Linked DNA regions of Mus musculus: regions 1, 2, 3 and 4 are each linked to region 5. A link is a contact called in public Hi-C, HiChIP or PLAC-seq, Micro-C and promoter capture Hi-C data. All regions are on one chromosome and are shown on one strand. The core of a region is the stretch at or near the end of the contact, and the rest is flanking DNA. Distances in the headings are between cores, read along the strand shown.

Region 1 (2,700 bases), core at 59-2,558, 210 kb after region 5:
AAGAAGAGAAAAAAATGTCTGCTGTGGGTCTTTCATTGAATCCCCAGTGGAGGGTCAATGTACAGTGAAAGAAAGCCAAGTAGGAGAGGACAGCTGACTAGATAAAGTTGCAGGTGAGATATGTATGGTGTGCAGGTTTTGAGTTTGAAAAACTGGTAGCCAGGTGAGCCATCAATAAGGCCACTTAAACTACAAACAACGACAACAACAAACTGTCTAAGGTTGTCCAGACTTGAGGCTACAATGGAGCTATTAGGGAGGCAGAGGTGGAGGAGACCTTGAGGAGTCCCAGAAGTCCAAACCCCTTTTAGTGAGACTCCTGATGGACAGTGCTGAAGGTGTGCTTTGAGAGTCCATTAAGTCGTTTATAGACGACGAGGATGTAGATCAGAGGACGGGACAATGATTGATCAAGAAGCTGTTGAGGAATTTCTGGCCAGTCAGCTTGAGAAAGAGAAGAGGGGGAAAGTATGTGTCTGGATGGCTCATGTCTCTCTGGAGCATCTTCCCATGGAAAGCCTACATGCCAAGAGATGGAATGCCATGGGCAAAGGTAAAAAGATGGCTGTTTGTGTGGTAACATGGCTCATTCCGGAGTGTTCAATTTCTTGGCAATAGAAGTGTACAGTAAGAGATGATTGCTTCAGCTTCACCAACCTTCCTTTCCAGCCACTCAATTTCCCCTGTCCTTCCTCCTTGATGAATCTTCACGCTCTGCCCTCTGCTATTCAGATGAAACGATGAAGAACACTATCTCTTTCCTTCTTGATTTATGTTTTAAAAGGAGGCACACAAAAACATCCCTGTAAACGGTTCAGATGTGTCCTGACCCAAATGAGTAAAATCAGGGCTTGAATTCTATTTAGTTCACAGGATTACTGGGCAGACGGGGGGAAAGCGTGTAAAGTTTCTTCACTCAGAATCTGGCCATGGTAAGCAGTCAAAAGTGTTAATAATAACCTTTGCATTGATCATTCATACGCCTTGTGTTCAGGATGTCCTTGGTATAGAGCAATTTCTCAAAAATAACTAAATAAGCCAGGCCTTATGATCCAGGCCTAGAGTACCAGATAGTCAGGAAGTATATACAGGATATGTATATGTATATGTCAGGATAGTTACAAGTTCAAGGCTACTATTACGTAAGTTCAAGGCTAGCTTGGGAAACAGCTGTGTTCTAGTGGTGGTGGTAATTGGTTAATAAAGTAAAGGAAATGGAAAAGTCCATTCACCTCTGCCTAGACCTAGGGACTTCAGGGAATTGGGCAAGAAGATACAATGCCCAACTTTGTGCCACATAAGAAAAGTTTGGAATGAAAACTAAAAGCCCAAAATGGTCTGGTCTACCCACTGCCTGCTTGAGATTTCATGAGGTTTTACTGAACAACTCTGGCTTTGCTCCAAAAGGATAAACTGCATTGAAGCCAAACCATTCAGTGGGTGAGGAAAAAAGAAAGGCCAGCTTCCTATTGGCTCCTTGAGTTTTGAGAGAATGGAGATAAATAAATTCAAAGGATCTCAGATGTCCATGGAGAAAATAGAGGCGGCTAAGGGTACTAGCCAGGGAGTAACCCTGGTCCAGTGGCCAAAAGGAAATCCATGTAAGTTGTTGCTACAGAGATTTAACAAGGAAAGCAGCTGATGTATCTGGAAGTTGAAGAAAGAGACTAACATTACTGTAGCCCGTGAGCTTCAGGAACCACCATCCAGGTGCAGACTAGCCATGCCTGAGTGAAATAAGCAAGGGGCCTGGAGGACAGAGTGGCCCAAGGACACCATATCCCTTGCATACTCCCAAGACATGGTCTAAGACTTCTAGACGTGTGCTCCTAGGAGGACAGCATGCTAGATTTCTGAAAGAGCAACCCCAAAGATACCACTGAAACCAGTGCTACTAGGACAAAGGCAAATGTTGAGTGGATTAAACATTTAAACTGAAACAAAGAGGCTCCTTAACCCAAATGAATCAACGGGTCTAGAAAGACCCATCACACTTATAGATAAACTGTTTTTTGTTCCAGAAAATGCAATGTGTGTGACCACGTGTTCTTCGTAAAGTTAGAGCCATTCCCACCTGGCCCACCCATATCCGAACAGTGTCTCATTGAGAAAGTGAACTCCCTCAGCCTGGGAACCACCTCTGTGAAGAATGAGTAGTTGTTGCCACCCCTCCCCCAACACACACACACACACACACACACACACACACACACACACACACCTTGGGAAATGTTAGTGAACTGTTCATATAAAATACTTAGAACTGTAGTTGGCATGAAATAAAACTTTATGTGTTTGCTAATTTTGTTAGCATTTCTACTGGTACATTCAACAACAAAGTTTCGTTTGTCCTGTTTTCAGACTGTTTAGACATAAAAAAAACAAAAAACAAAAAACAAAAAACAAAACCAAAAAACCAAAATCAAAGAGCTATATTCCCAACTTTCTTCATTTCTGACTTCATTGGTTCTTATGCAGTCTCACAGGCATGCAAATGCCATGCCGGGAATACATGATGAGGCTTCCTATTTTAGACCATCTCGTATGCTTTCGCAGATAAGTAAACATCTTGTTCCTCAAATTGGTATAGACATCGCCTCAAAGCTAGGATGCTATTCCTTATGAATCATGCTGGCTCGCAGCAGACAACAGAAATATCTTCAGGCTTGGTGGTGAAGTCTGCTGTGTCTCCGTAGGTCC
Region 2 (2,700 bases), core at 131-2,630, 150 kb after region 5:
CTAAACCCCCAAGATGCCCTTGACAGTTCCATGGCTATCATCCCTCCTGTCTCCAGCCAACCTCCCGTCCTGACCACACTGGAGCAGCCCTCAGACAATCCCTTTGTAATGTAAACCATTCCTTGTCTCTTTTCAAGCCTTTCCCCTGTTGGGCCATTAGCAGGGACTCAATTGTTGGCTCCCTGTCACCACAGTCACACTTAAGACACTATTGTGCGTTCCCAACAGAATGGCTGCAGTTCCAATTGCTACTTTAATTTACTATTAATAATTCCTGTGACAATGCTCTTCTCGTCCTACATTACTATTGTGCCTATAATTTTGCTTTTGAAGCCTGGCAAATGCTAAAATTCATACTTGTTGGTTACAAAAATTAATGTAATGCTCATCATTAACAATTACATCTATTCAACTAAGCAATGTAAAGGCTCAGAGGAAAGTGATGAAAAGGCATAGAACACCAGAAGGAAAATTAATGTAAACACATCAGCTTGTTTATTCACTTTGAGAATTTTGAATGAAGGAAAACATTGTATTCACACACATACCTGCTTACCTGAAATACAATCCACACGCCACAGGATTCAAACACTCTAAAGCTGTAAGTCAAAGATTTATAACATATCCACAGAGTTATACACGCATCAGAACAATCGATTTTTGAACACTGACAGTGGGCTTGCTAACATAAGACTTGGAGATCAAACAAAGCACAAATCAAAAAGGTGAAAAAGAACCACGAAAGAAGCTTGTTTCTGACGAAAGACGGCACGCACTGAAGGGAGCCTCTAACGGAAAGACTGAAAGCTCACATCCTAAGCCCACCTGAAATTTAGTTTATTGTGTGATTGTCCAAAGTATGCCATTCTGTGGAATAGAGAATAATTTCCTGCCTCAAACAAGGCCAGTGGGGAGGGAGTAGACAGTTGGGCTTGCTAAGGGTTAGGGATGCTAGAAATGAATTTTTCTGATTATTTCGAAGTGCCAGAACCCAGTTAAAAAACCACTTGCCCCTAACAGTTCCTGCAGAAGTGACAGCATTTTTTGAGTGACAGGAATCCATGTTCTGGCAAAATGAACGAGAAAGGTCTGGGGGCTGCATATGAAGAGCTAGCCATCAGATAGAACCACTGCCAGCTGCTGGCCTACCGAGGCCACATTTGAACCCATGGCCAGAAAAGAAAACTCTAAAACCCGTGCTTCTAAGACTCATCCCAGTGAGCCCTTCCCGCAAACTGTCTGTGGGCATCACTGCCTCTCAGCAGTGGCCAGCATCCCTCCACTGACTGAAAGCAACTTTGTGGATGAAAGGGTGTCTGCAGACCGAGTAACCTGTCCCTGGCCAGGCTGCAGCAACAGGCTAATAGCTTCCATCAATGCACAAATGGCTTCAGGAAGCACACACACACAATATAGAAGATCAGCGTGACAAAGAAAATGTGCAGACCCGGCTCGCAGAAAAAAAAAAAAAAAAACTGCCTTAAAAAGGAAACAGCTTAATATAATAAAGGGAATTACTACTTCCTGTATTAGGAAAATAAAGGAGGCAGCAACATGCATCTGAAAGAAAGCAAAACTACTCAAGAAAACAAATTCCTCAGACAAAGGGCCAGCAGCCAGTTCTAAGAACCCAGACTGTGGCCCACCTTACACAACTGGGTAACATTTCCTGTCGTCCTTAATTAGACACTTCATTTTCTTACTCTACTCTCCATTAATTACACTGTACGCACACAGAGGTGCCAAACAGTTGTCAGGAAAAGGAAACAAAAGCACTTAAAATAGTTTTGCATGGTCAAAAGATGCTGCCTTCAGCTGGGTGTGTGTGTATGTTTGTGTTTATATAATTAGTACCACATGAGAAATAAAAAGCAGAGGACATGATGTGTACCAGCCATGCAATTCATGGACATTTAGAACATATGTCCTCCTCTTCCCCACCACAAACATCCCCCACCATGTACAAATGACACCATATTAATCTAGTCCTAGAGACAATTTTGAACTGCACTGCAGAACAACAGGCCAAAGTAAAGCTGGAGGGGAAAAAAAATCACCATCAAAAGACATAATCTTATGCTTTAAAGTAGCGCTGGGACTTGTTTGTGGGAAGCCATCACAGTGCTGGGAAGAGGGGGTCCTTGGATTTATATCGAGCAGTGCTTGGACATGAACACGGTTCTCGTCATTCTCGGGCCTCAGTTTACCCACCAGCACATGGAGATAGTGCCAAGTGTTAATGAAGGGAGCAGGGTAAGGCCAAACTGAAAGAATCTACAGTATCAAACACTACAAACCATTCTTGTCAGGACCATGAAGGGTCTAGAGCATTATTTCTCAACCTGTGGGTCCAGACCCCTATGGGGGGGGTTGTCAATGGACCCTTTCAACTGGGGTCACCAAAAACCTTTGGAAAATACAGATATTTTACATTACAATTCATAACAGTTACGAATTACATAAATTCATGAGTTAATTTATTCATAGCAGTTATGAAGCTGCACTGGAAATAATTTTATGGTTGGGGGTTACCATACCATGAGGAACTGTACTGAAGGGTCTCTGCATTAGGAAGGTTGTGAACCACTGGTCTAAAACGAGGCTAATGCCTTCAGTCTTGTGTTCTACACTCCAAGTTCACACTCTCCGGCTTCAAGTGGCCTCAGAAACATCCCTTGTCTGCTGACATGGAAGGGCAGG
Region 3 (2,700 bases), core at 64-2,563, 190 kb before region 5:
CCTTGTCCTTCATCTCTGTAAGTCATTCTTCTGCCTGGCCTTGTGTGTTGATGATGTATCCCCTTGTGGGGTTTTTAAAATATGTTTTTAATTAGAGTATAATTACATCATTTCCTCCTACTCATTTTCCTTTTCCTCCAACCATTCTCATGTACCAACCATCTTAAATGCATAGCCTGTATTTCGTGTGTGTGTGTGTGTGTGTGTGTGTGTGTGTGTGTGTGTGTGTGTATTCCTACATAAATACAACCTGCTCAGTCTGTATTTTACTTATATGTATACAATTTCAGGACTGACTCTTTGATCTTGGATAACGGTTCTGGGGGATTTCTGCTGGGGGAGACTCTCTCCCATCCTCATCATCCTTAGTTGTCTAGAGTTGAAGCCTATGAACTTGGTGTTGCCGGTGTTATCCTTGTTCTAGTCTTAGACAGCCATGTTGATGAGACTTCCTTAGTGTACCTTCTCTGATATATCTAGGAGAAAAAAATCTCACAGCAAACTTCTTGTTCTTGTGGCTCTTCTAGGTTTGCTGTCTCCTTTCCTACTTTGGTCCCTGAGCCTTAGGTGCTGTTGTGTTGTAGCTGTATCAGTTGGGACTGGATACTGTTTGGTCCCTTGCCTGCATCCTGACTGGTTTCTAGTTGGGATGTTTTTCAGCTCTATAGGTAAACATAGACTTGCACGTATTATATATAGTTTTAGGTAAATAGATAATGTGATTGAGTTTCTGTGGCTCTTTCCCATCGTGCTTCTAATGTGATTGGTTGATTTAGTTAAATTAAAATATGAAATTATCAGGAATTTTGTCACTAAACTAATACTGTCTTGAACCATCTCTGTTGTATAAAACGGGCTCTGGTACGTAATATATTTATTAGTAAATGCTTATTGACATGTCAAAAGTTATATAAAAAGGCACTTTTTTGTATAAAATTTATGTTTCTAGTTAAACTCTCAGCCATTTTCACTAAAGTTTAATCATCAAATCTCCTTTGTATTTTTATCCAGTTACTATTCTAAAAGTGTTTTCATTACATTTAATTCACATATAAAAATTGGTAGAAGGAAAATATACTAAAATATTATGCTTGAATTCTCTTTCTTTTGAACATGTTTTTATATCTTGAAATACTTTAAAAAACATATTATGTTTGTTTTCTAGGGCCTAGAAATGGGGTGTTAATGGAGAAGGGGACTTTAATTAACTCAGAGTCCTTTTAAATAGCTCATTCTGTGCTACATGCTGAGCAAAGTGTTGGCTCTCTAGAGGTGTACAAAGCAGACATAGTCCCTCTGTTTGCTCATCTTATAGCCTCATGGGATAGCCCGCACTTTATACCTGCATGTGCTTAGACATAAACACATGATGTTTATGCATCATACATACTCATTTCATTACATGTAGTAATGAATAAGAGAAGAGGAGGAAAGGGTGCCATGTGACAGTATCATACAGGAGAACTAATTTAATGTGAGAACTTACAGAAATCCTCTCCAAGGAAATGATATTTACTTATTTAATAGTGGCAATAGTTGTGTGTGTGTGGCACACACATGCACACACGCACATACTTGTGCACTCACATCCGTATGCACCTGTGGAAGTCAGGACACAAATTTTATCAAATTGGTTTTCTCTTTCCACTTTTATTTTGGGCTCCAAGGATCACATTCAGACTGTCAGTGTTGTGGGCGGGCACTTCATCACCTGGGTCATCTCATCAGCTCTGGAAATGATATGTGATGCCTGAAGGGTGAATCATGAGTGATTACCCTGACACAGAGTACTGTAGGGTAGTGATACAGGAGGCACCAATTCCCCGAGTCCCTTAAGATTTTGGCTCATGGCAGAGGCTAATAGAATATGAATGCTGTCAGTAAGGAGAGGGGCAAAGAGTCTGGGATAATGATGGAGAACAATGGGTGAGCCAGCATATGAGACTTTGTCTTGGTAGTTTTGCCTGTAGGACTGATGTTCTTCTACATAGCAATAGAGACTGGTGGGATGATTTTAAAGCAACATGTGTTTTGTTTTTTAAGATTTATTTATTATTATACATAAGTACACTGTAGCTGACTTCAGACACACCAGAAGAGGGCATTAGATCTCATTAAGGGTGGTTGTAAGCCACCATGTGGTTGCTGGGGTTTGAACTCAGGACCATGGGAAGAGCAGTCAGTGCTCTTACTCACTGAGACATCTTGCCAGCCCAACAACATGTGTTTTTTAAGAAGACATCATTGATATTGAGAGGAGAGAAGAAGTAGGAAATAGGAAATGACTTTCCAGTAGTGAGTAAAGGGGGTGGGGGGCAGTAGCAAATGGAAAAGAGGCTTCTCTAAAGTTCTGTTACTTACTGAGCTCAACACTTAGAATCAAATTCTCAGGAAAGCGAATTTTCATAATGATCAAGTTAAAATCAGGGAAATATAATGTATTTTAATTTCTCTATTTCTATACAGTAAGCATAATGATGAAAATTCTTAGTTTGCCAATGATTACTTTTTCTCTCTCTCTTTTTAACAAGGTAGTTCAGACTGGTAGACCAGAACTTACTTTATAGGCCTCTTTGCTCAGCTTCCTTATTGCAAAGTAACAGGTATGACCACCTGGATAAATAGTTTGAATATAGTTAGGGATTATTCTGCTTTAGTAAAGTTGTGGTTGTAGGTTCTCCTCAGAGATCCATGACTTTA
Region 4 (2,739 bases), core at 68-2,567, 210 kb before region 5:
TTTTGTTTTTATAACCAATATGCTGACATTGTAGTGGTATGATTAAATAACTTTTCATATACATCCATTGGCTTCATATTTTCATATGATAAACAGAATTAAATCAGATAATGAAGTGAAATAATACTGTACATAGTAGAGATTACAAGGAAGACTGGCACTGCTCATTTGACAAGGAGAAGCAATAGAGACCTGAAGTGGGTTTCCCAGTCATGTCTCCTGTGCCTTGGACACATCATCTTGTTTCTGTGATACCCTCCATGACGCTGTCTTTATTACGGATGCCGTGTCTGCTGCTACTCTCCATCTTTACCTGCAATAAGTGAATTACTGAAAAGCACGAGAGTAGAAATGCAAAGTCAGAATATAAAGGTGTATACCTTTAAAATCACAGTTTTAAATAAGTTTGAAGGAAAAACACTAATTACATTTAATAAATTTAAAGATATATAAAATTAAGATGGCTTTACATGTAATAGTTATATGCTTTGTTATTATTCTTATTTAAAATTGCCTCAGGGTTCTGTTTCTTTGGTTTTAAAGGGCTTTTTGTTTTTGTTGTTGTTGGCTTTGTTTGTTTGTTTTTTAATTTTTATTGTTCCATCTCTTTGTGTTGGTATCACTCTGTATACAGAACTCTCATTAAATAAAGATGGTAATAGTGGTAGAAACATCTGCCTATCCTTTCTTGTTGACTCGTGATACAGTAACAGTCTATGCTAGACTCATCTTCTTGTACTTCTGGGGGGGGAAGGGGGGAGGAGAGAGAGAGAGAGAGAGAGAGAGAGAGAGAGAGAGAGAGAGAGAGAGAGAGAGAGAGAGGAGAGAGAGGAAAGTTTAAAGCTTCACAGATAATTTTGATCAGCAGTAAAGGTAGGAACCACCTAACTTTAATTCTAACCACCAGTTAGAATTAATTTTCTAGATTTGCTAGTATATATAATTCCTAGCAGACAGAAAAATGGAAAACTTTCAAATACAAAACTAGTGTTTCTGTGGATGGCATAACTTCTCATCTATTAAAAATTAAGAATATTTTTTCCTGCCTTTCTGTTAGTTGACATGATTTAGTGAAATTGTGGTTAAAAACACATTTTGAGTAGATTTGGAAGATACAAAAGATAGAGTTGTGAGTCTTGAATTTGATCTAGTGCTGCAAAGGAAAGATTAAACTGGAGCAATATAATTAGGATAAACCATTGCATCTGCACTTGTAACACAGCAACTGAATTGAGAACCAGCTGCAAACTGGTGACTAATCTCTGGCAAGCCCACATGAGGATGCAGTACAATACACCAGCTTCAGACCCATGAGCACTTGTTTCTTCCACTGGCCTTTGAGCAGGTGACGGTGGTGATGCAATCTGATTATACTGCTGAATGTATGCTAACCACAGCCAACAGTTGAGTCTCACGAGGGCTTTCACAAAAGACTTAAATATATATTTCTTTCTTATAATTTCAGCTAGAGGAGGGCATAGGAAGAAGACGTCCTTTGCCTTCTGCGGTGCCTGTAGCACTTTATAGTACTTTATAGTCCCAAGTTTGAGAGGCTTTCATTAGTGTTCACATGTGAAATGAAAATGAGAAAAATAATATGGAAAGAAGCTCTTATTCAGAACTGTTCACAGCTACTTACAATAATCAATTAAAATAATTAAACTGTCCACACTGTTTCACTCTGAACAAACAAGAATTTGTAACCCAAGGGAAAACAGTACACTGTGCATACTCAGAGAGGCATTTTCCCAGCTATTACCTGTTCTGATGAGGTGACAGTTAACAGTGTCTTGAACATTAAAGATGCTTAATAAATATTCAGCTGCCTGGAATCTGAGCCCTTGCTTCTAATGGTTGAATAGAATAATACTTTCGGGGGCTGGAGAGATGGCTCACGGGTTAAGAGCAATGCTCTTCCAGAAGTCCTGAGTTCAATTCCCAGCAACCACATGGTGGCTCACAATCATCTCTAATGGGATCTGATGCCCCCTTCTGGTGTGTCCGAAGATAGCTAGTGTATTCATATGCATAAAATAAACAAACACCTTTAATACTAGCACTTGGGAGGCAGAGGCAGGTGGATTTCTGAGTTCAAGGCCAGCCTGGTCTACAGAGTGAGTTCTAGGACATCCAGGGCTACACAGAGAAACCCTGTCTCGAAAAACCAAACCAAACAAACAAACAAAAACCAATAATACTTCCTTCTTCCATTGTAGTACAGGGGGTGACTTAGTGAGGATGTCAGAAAGTCATGTGTCAGAAAGCATGTCATCTTTGGAAAGAAGTGCTACCAGAGCCAAAATAGAACCAGGAATGTTTCTGATGGGGAGCGGGAAAGAAGAACTCTCAGAACTCACATGTGTATATGAATTGTTAACATCCAAATGTGTATAATACAATGCTATAACTTTGCAGTCAAAAGGACACGATTTCCACAAGATCACTCAGCTGTACAATTTGCAAATTGTCTTGAGAATAAAAAGGAAAAAGAGATACAGAGCTCCTAGCTTGGTAGCTCACACATTTGGATTCCAGAGGTGTGACTGGAAGCATGTCGGAAGGAAGGAAGTCTGGACCTCCCCCTATCACATCTGAATCTGTAGCCTGGAGAGGGTCCCAAGGCATTTGCGCTTTAAATCATTTCCCTCCCTCATCCTTTTCCCTATGAATCCGATACATGCCGAAGTGAGATAAATAGCAGCAACTATAGCACTGTAGCACTAGAAGACACTAATTATA
Region 5 (2,700 bases), core at 149-2,648:
AATATAGTAGGATATAGTACTAGATGCTATTTTTTGTATTTTGATTAGGCATCATCAATATTTTTTCTAAACAACAATTTACTGTGCTTCTTATTTTTTCTTATTTTTTTAAAAATTTTCATTTAATTTCATTTAATTTCTGTCTGACCACACAGGGAAGCAGAGAAAGGTGGCTCCTCTGAGTGAAACTGATCATTTAGTGCCTGGAATCAGGAAGCTTGCCAGTGTGGGCAGACACCAGGCAGACGCCAATCTGACACGCCACTTCTTTATTTTGTAAAATCTTATGTTTTTGTTTATCTCATGTGAATTAATAGGAGGTATCTGATGTAGAGCTTTAACTATTCCTGATTAGGGTTTTATATACTTTCTTATGCCCATCTAAAATCTTCGTACTTCTCATTTTCCTTGCAGAAGAATAACCCCCAGTGCCATCACACAGAGGAAATGACCACAATGAATTGTTACATTATGCCTGGTCTTTCTCCCAAGAGACCATCAGCTCCGGGGTAGTAAACTAGGTGCTCTCCATTAATAAATCTGATGATGCGATGCTGTAAATTTTCTTGTTGACGTGTACAATTCAGAATGTGATGTTCTCCACCCTACCCTGTAACGACAAACAGGTTGTAATGGCAGGTGCATTTTGTTCAATGTAGCATCCATACACTAATCCTGAAGTTGTTTTGATTCACAAGGCGACTAGGACACTTAAAGACATTTCTAAGATTAAAAGGGTTAAGGATCCTTCACTCAGCTTTAACTAAAACATCTCACCGGATGCAGGTGTATTTGCAAAATTAGTTTGGCTTCAGCGTCCTCAGCCCCAGGTTGTAGAGAGCACTGGAGGGTGGAATCCTTGTAACTTGCTTATCGCAGCGCGCGCGTGTCTTTGGGCGTCGGAGTCCGCGCAGGGCACGTATGGACCCACTTTTCTAACCTGACCCTCACCTCAAAGCCTGTCAACTCTTAAGTCCCTCCCTCCGCGCGAGGCCCGCCTCTCTCATCCACTTCCATGCTCCGCCCCCAGAGCGGAAACGTGGTACTGTAATTGGCCGAGTCTCCTCTCACTCCGACAATACAACCATTCCTTGGCATCCCGGAGTAGGGTGGCGCTGCCAATCACAGCGCTCGCAGCCGCAGGAGCCGGGTCCGGAACGCCCAGAGGCGGGGCCGGAGGCGGGGCGCCGACACAGGATTAGTTGCCATTCCGAGTGAGAAGCGGGTCGAGGTGGCGGCGGCAGCGGCGGCGGCGTTTGCGGTGGCGCGGGTTACGCGCAGCGCGAGGCGCCTCGAGGCCCCTTTCTCTCCTCCGAGGCTAAAGTCCCGGCGCTGCCCGTGGTCGCCGAGTCGTGTCGCGCGGGCGACCCCCCGCGAGGGCTGAGCAGCCGCGGGAAGCGGGCGAGTGCCCTGTCAGCGCGATGCCCGGGGCGGCGGCGGCGGCGGCCATGGGCTCGACGCGGGCTCTGCCGTGAGCGCCCCGCAGAGCGCCGCGGGGCGGTTGAGCCGTTGGACGTTGGCCGTCGCGGCGTCCCCTCCCCCTCGGCGGCGGGGTGCGCGTCGGAAGGGGAGCCCCGCGGCTCCGCCCCTCCCCGCCCCTCCCCCGTACACATCGCACGCACCGCGGCGCCGGCTCCCACACGCTCGCTCGCGCGCCCGCCCGCCCGCCCGCCCGCGGAGCCACCATGTCCACTGCGTCCTCCAGTTCCTCTCAGACCCCTCACTCCGCGCCGCAGAGGATGCGGCGCAGCACCGCGGGCTCCCCGCCCGCCGCTGCCGGGAGCGGGACGGGGCCGGCCGGGAGCTGCGCACCGGCTGCGGGAGCCGGTCGGCTGCTGCAGCCCATCCGCGCCACGGTGCCCTACCAGCTCCTGCGGGGCAGCCAGCACAGCCCCACGCGCCCGGCCGCCGCCGCCGCCACCGCCGCCGCCGCGCTCGGCAGTCTCTCCGGGCCCGGAGGGGCCCGCGGCCCCAGCCCGTCCAGCCCGACTCCACCGCCGGCCGCTGCCCCAGCCGAGCAGGCGCCTCGCGCCAAGGGCCGCCCGAGACGGTCCCCCGAGAGCCGGCGGAGGAGCAGCTCACCTGAGAGACGGAGTCCCGGCTCGCCCGTGTGCAGAGGTAGCGAGCCCAACCCTCCCGTCCTCCCGGGCTGCGTCTCCCCGACGGTGCCCTGCGTGGAAAACTTCAGCCTCTCCGGGCTTCTGTTTGCTAGTGCATTACCGAAGGTGTGAAAGTGGCTTTGGGAATCTCACCCCCCACCCTGAGGTCGCTGCAGGGCTTGGAGGAGCGACCTGGAAATCAACTTTTATCCGACCCTCACACCGCCACTCAGATTTTATCTTGCATCCCTCGCCTGCAAAAGAAAAGTGTTTCGGTTTAATAGCTTATTAGCTTTCTGTGTTTGGAGCCGGGCAAGGAGGAGCCGTGTGAAACCCTTAAACACGCACACAAACTCTCTAGCGGGGCATAAGGTGGTAGTGGTAATCTCTGCAGCCTTTGTGCTTTCCCACAAAGTTCTTGTCTGGAGTATGTTTGTGTTTTGGAGACTTGATGGCGGTAGTTAGGTTGTTAGAATATCCTTTGCATGTGTAGGGGAGGCAGTTTAAAGTGTATGCTGTTTATCCATCCTCTCCTCTACTTTATATAGTCATGTATTAGATCACTACTGCACTACAAATGGCTTATGCCGGAATGGTGGTT

The links. Promoter capture Hi-C pulls out the DNA fragments that hold promoters and counts their contacts. A called contact is a pair of places that touch in the nucleus more often than the background predicts. HiChIP or PLAC-seq counts read pairs in DNA pulled down with a chosen protein or histone mark.
Region 1: a contact with region 5 is called in a Micro-C map of brown adipocytes, with 4 times the contacts expected there. The contact joins the enhancer-like site here to the promoter of Glcci1 in region 5. A contact is called at or near these places in 14 of 39 promoter capture datasets (the 3T3-L1 cell line, 3T3-L1-derived adipocytes, the C10 cell line and 9 more), 8 of 484 Hi-C or Micro-C datasets (the C2C12 cell line, the G1E-ER4 cell line, brown adipocytes and 4 more), 9 of 115 datasets of contacts at active chromatin or transcription factors (the 230-238 cell line, SST interneurons, double positive thymocytes and 5 more) and 2 of 9 other capture datasets (adipose tissue and liver).
Region 2: a promoter capture Hi-C map of pre-B cells shows a contact between it and region 5. The contact joins the enhancer-like site here to the promoter of Glcci1 in region 5. A contact is called at or near these places in 8 of 39 promoter capture datasets (the C10 cell line, the HPC-7 cell line, cranial neural crest and 4 more), 6 of 484 Hi-C or Micro-C datasets (bone marrow-derived macrophages, cerebellar granule neurons, cerebellum and 2 more), 4 of 115 datasets of contacts at active chromatin or transcription factors (the 230-238 cell line, effector CD8 T cells, extraembryonic endoderm stem cells and 1 more) and 3 of 9 other capture datasets (adipose tissue, liver and pancreatic islet).
Region 3: a contact with region 5 is called in a Hi-C map of olfactory sensory neurons, with 4 times the contacts expected there. The contact joins the enhancer-like site here to the promoter of Glcci1 in region 5. A contact is called at or near these places in 9 of 39 promoter capture datasets (the 3T3-L1 cell line, 3T3-L1-derived adipocytes, the C10 cell line and 4 more), 1 of 15 datasets of contacts at CTCF or cohesin (pro-B cells), 1 of 484 Hi-C or Micro-C datasets (olfactory sensory neurons), 6 of 115 datasets of contacts at active chromatin or transcription factors (the 230-238 cell line, the SCID.adh cell line, embryonic forebrain and 2 more) and 3 of 9 other capture datasets (adipose tissue, liver and pancreatic islet).
Region 4: a contact with region 5 is called in an H3K4me3 HiChIP or PLAC-seq map of the SCID.adh cell line, with 20 read pairs. The contact joins the enhancer-like site here to the promoter of Glcci1 in region 5. A contact is called at or near these places in 12 of 39 promoter capture datasets (the 3T3-L1 cell line, 3T3-L1-derived adipocytes, the C10 cell line and 9 more), 36 of 484 Hi-C or Micro-C datasets (the 3T3-L1 cell line, 3T3-L1-derived adipocytes, the AML12 cell line and 26 more), 18 of 115 datasets of contacts at active chromatin or transcription factors (the 230-238 cell line, the SCID.adh cell line, SST interneurons and 14 more) and 4 of 9 other capture datasets (adipose tissue, embryonic stem cells, liver and 1 more).

Annotation. Positions count from the first base shown.
Region 1 is chr6:8,715,568-8,718,267 of GRCm38.p6, forward strand. All of the region lies in intron 6 of Ica1 (islet cell autoantigen 1), which reads right to left. Among named protein-coding and RNA genes, the nearest start is that of Ica1, 62 kb to the right of the region's middle. Within about 2 kb of position 1,309, at least 6 of the 459 cell types and tissues checked have an H3K27ac peak or open chromatin away from gene starts, as enhancers often do. A contact at or near this core is called in 3T3-L1-derived adipocytes and brown adipocytes, where this site is marked.
Region 2 is chr6:8,661,626-8,664,325 of GRCm38.p6, forward strand. The region is part of intron 8 of Ica1 (islet cell autoantigen 1); the gene reads right to left. Among named protein-coding and RNA genes, the nearest start is that of Gm35621, 40 kb to the left of the region's middle. Within about 2 kb of position 1,381, at least 14 of the 459 cell types and tissues checked have an H3K27ac peak or open chromatin away from gene starts, as enhancers often do. A contact at or near this core is called in pre-B cells, where this site is marked.
Region 3 is chr6:8,316,793-8,319,492 of GRCm38.p6, forward strand. All of the region lies in intron 2 of Umad1 (UMAP1-MVP12 associated (UMA) domain containing 1), which reads left to right. Among named protein-coding and RNA genes, the nearest start is that of Gm46952, 27 kb to the right of the region's middle. Within about 2 kb of position 1,314, at least 2 of the 459 cell types and tissues checked have an H3K27ac peak or open chromatin away from gene starts, as enhancers often do. A contact at or near this core is called in olfactory sensory neurons, where this site is marked.
Region 4 is chr6:8,297,949-8,300,687 of GRCm38.p6, forward strand. The region is part of intron 2 of Umad1 (UMAP1-MVP12 associated (UMA) domain containing 1); the gene reads left to right. Among named protein-coding and RNA genes, the nearest start is that of Umad1, 40 kb to the left of the region's middle. Within about 2 kb of position 1,318, at least 49 of the 459 cell types and tissues checked have an H3K27ac peak or open chromatin away from gene starts, as enhancers often do. A contact at or near this core is called in the CH12 cell line, the P5424 cell line, the SCID.adh cell line and 6 more, where this site is marked.
Region 5 is chr6:8,508,202-8,510,901 of GRCm38.p6, forward strand. It overlaps Glcci1 (glucocorticoid induced transcript 1), which reads left to right and starts at 1,399. Exons shown (of 8, transcript NM_133236.3): 1 at 1,399-2,118. The coding sequence starts at 1,686. A430035B10Rik (RIKEN cDNA A430035B10 gene) reads right to left here and starts at 960. Exons shown (of 2, transcript NR_040452.1): 1 at 778-960; 2 at 1-610.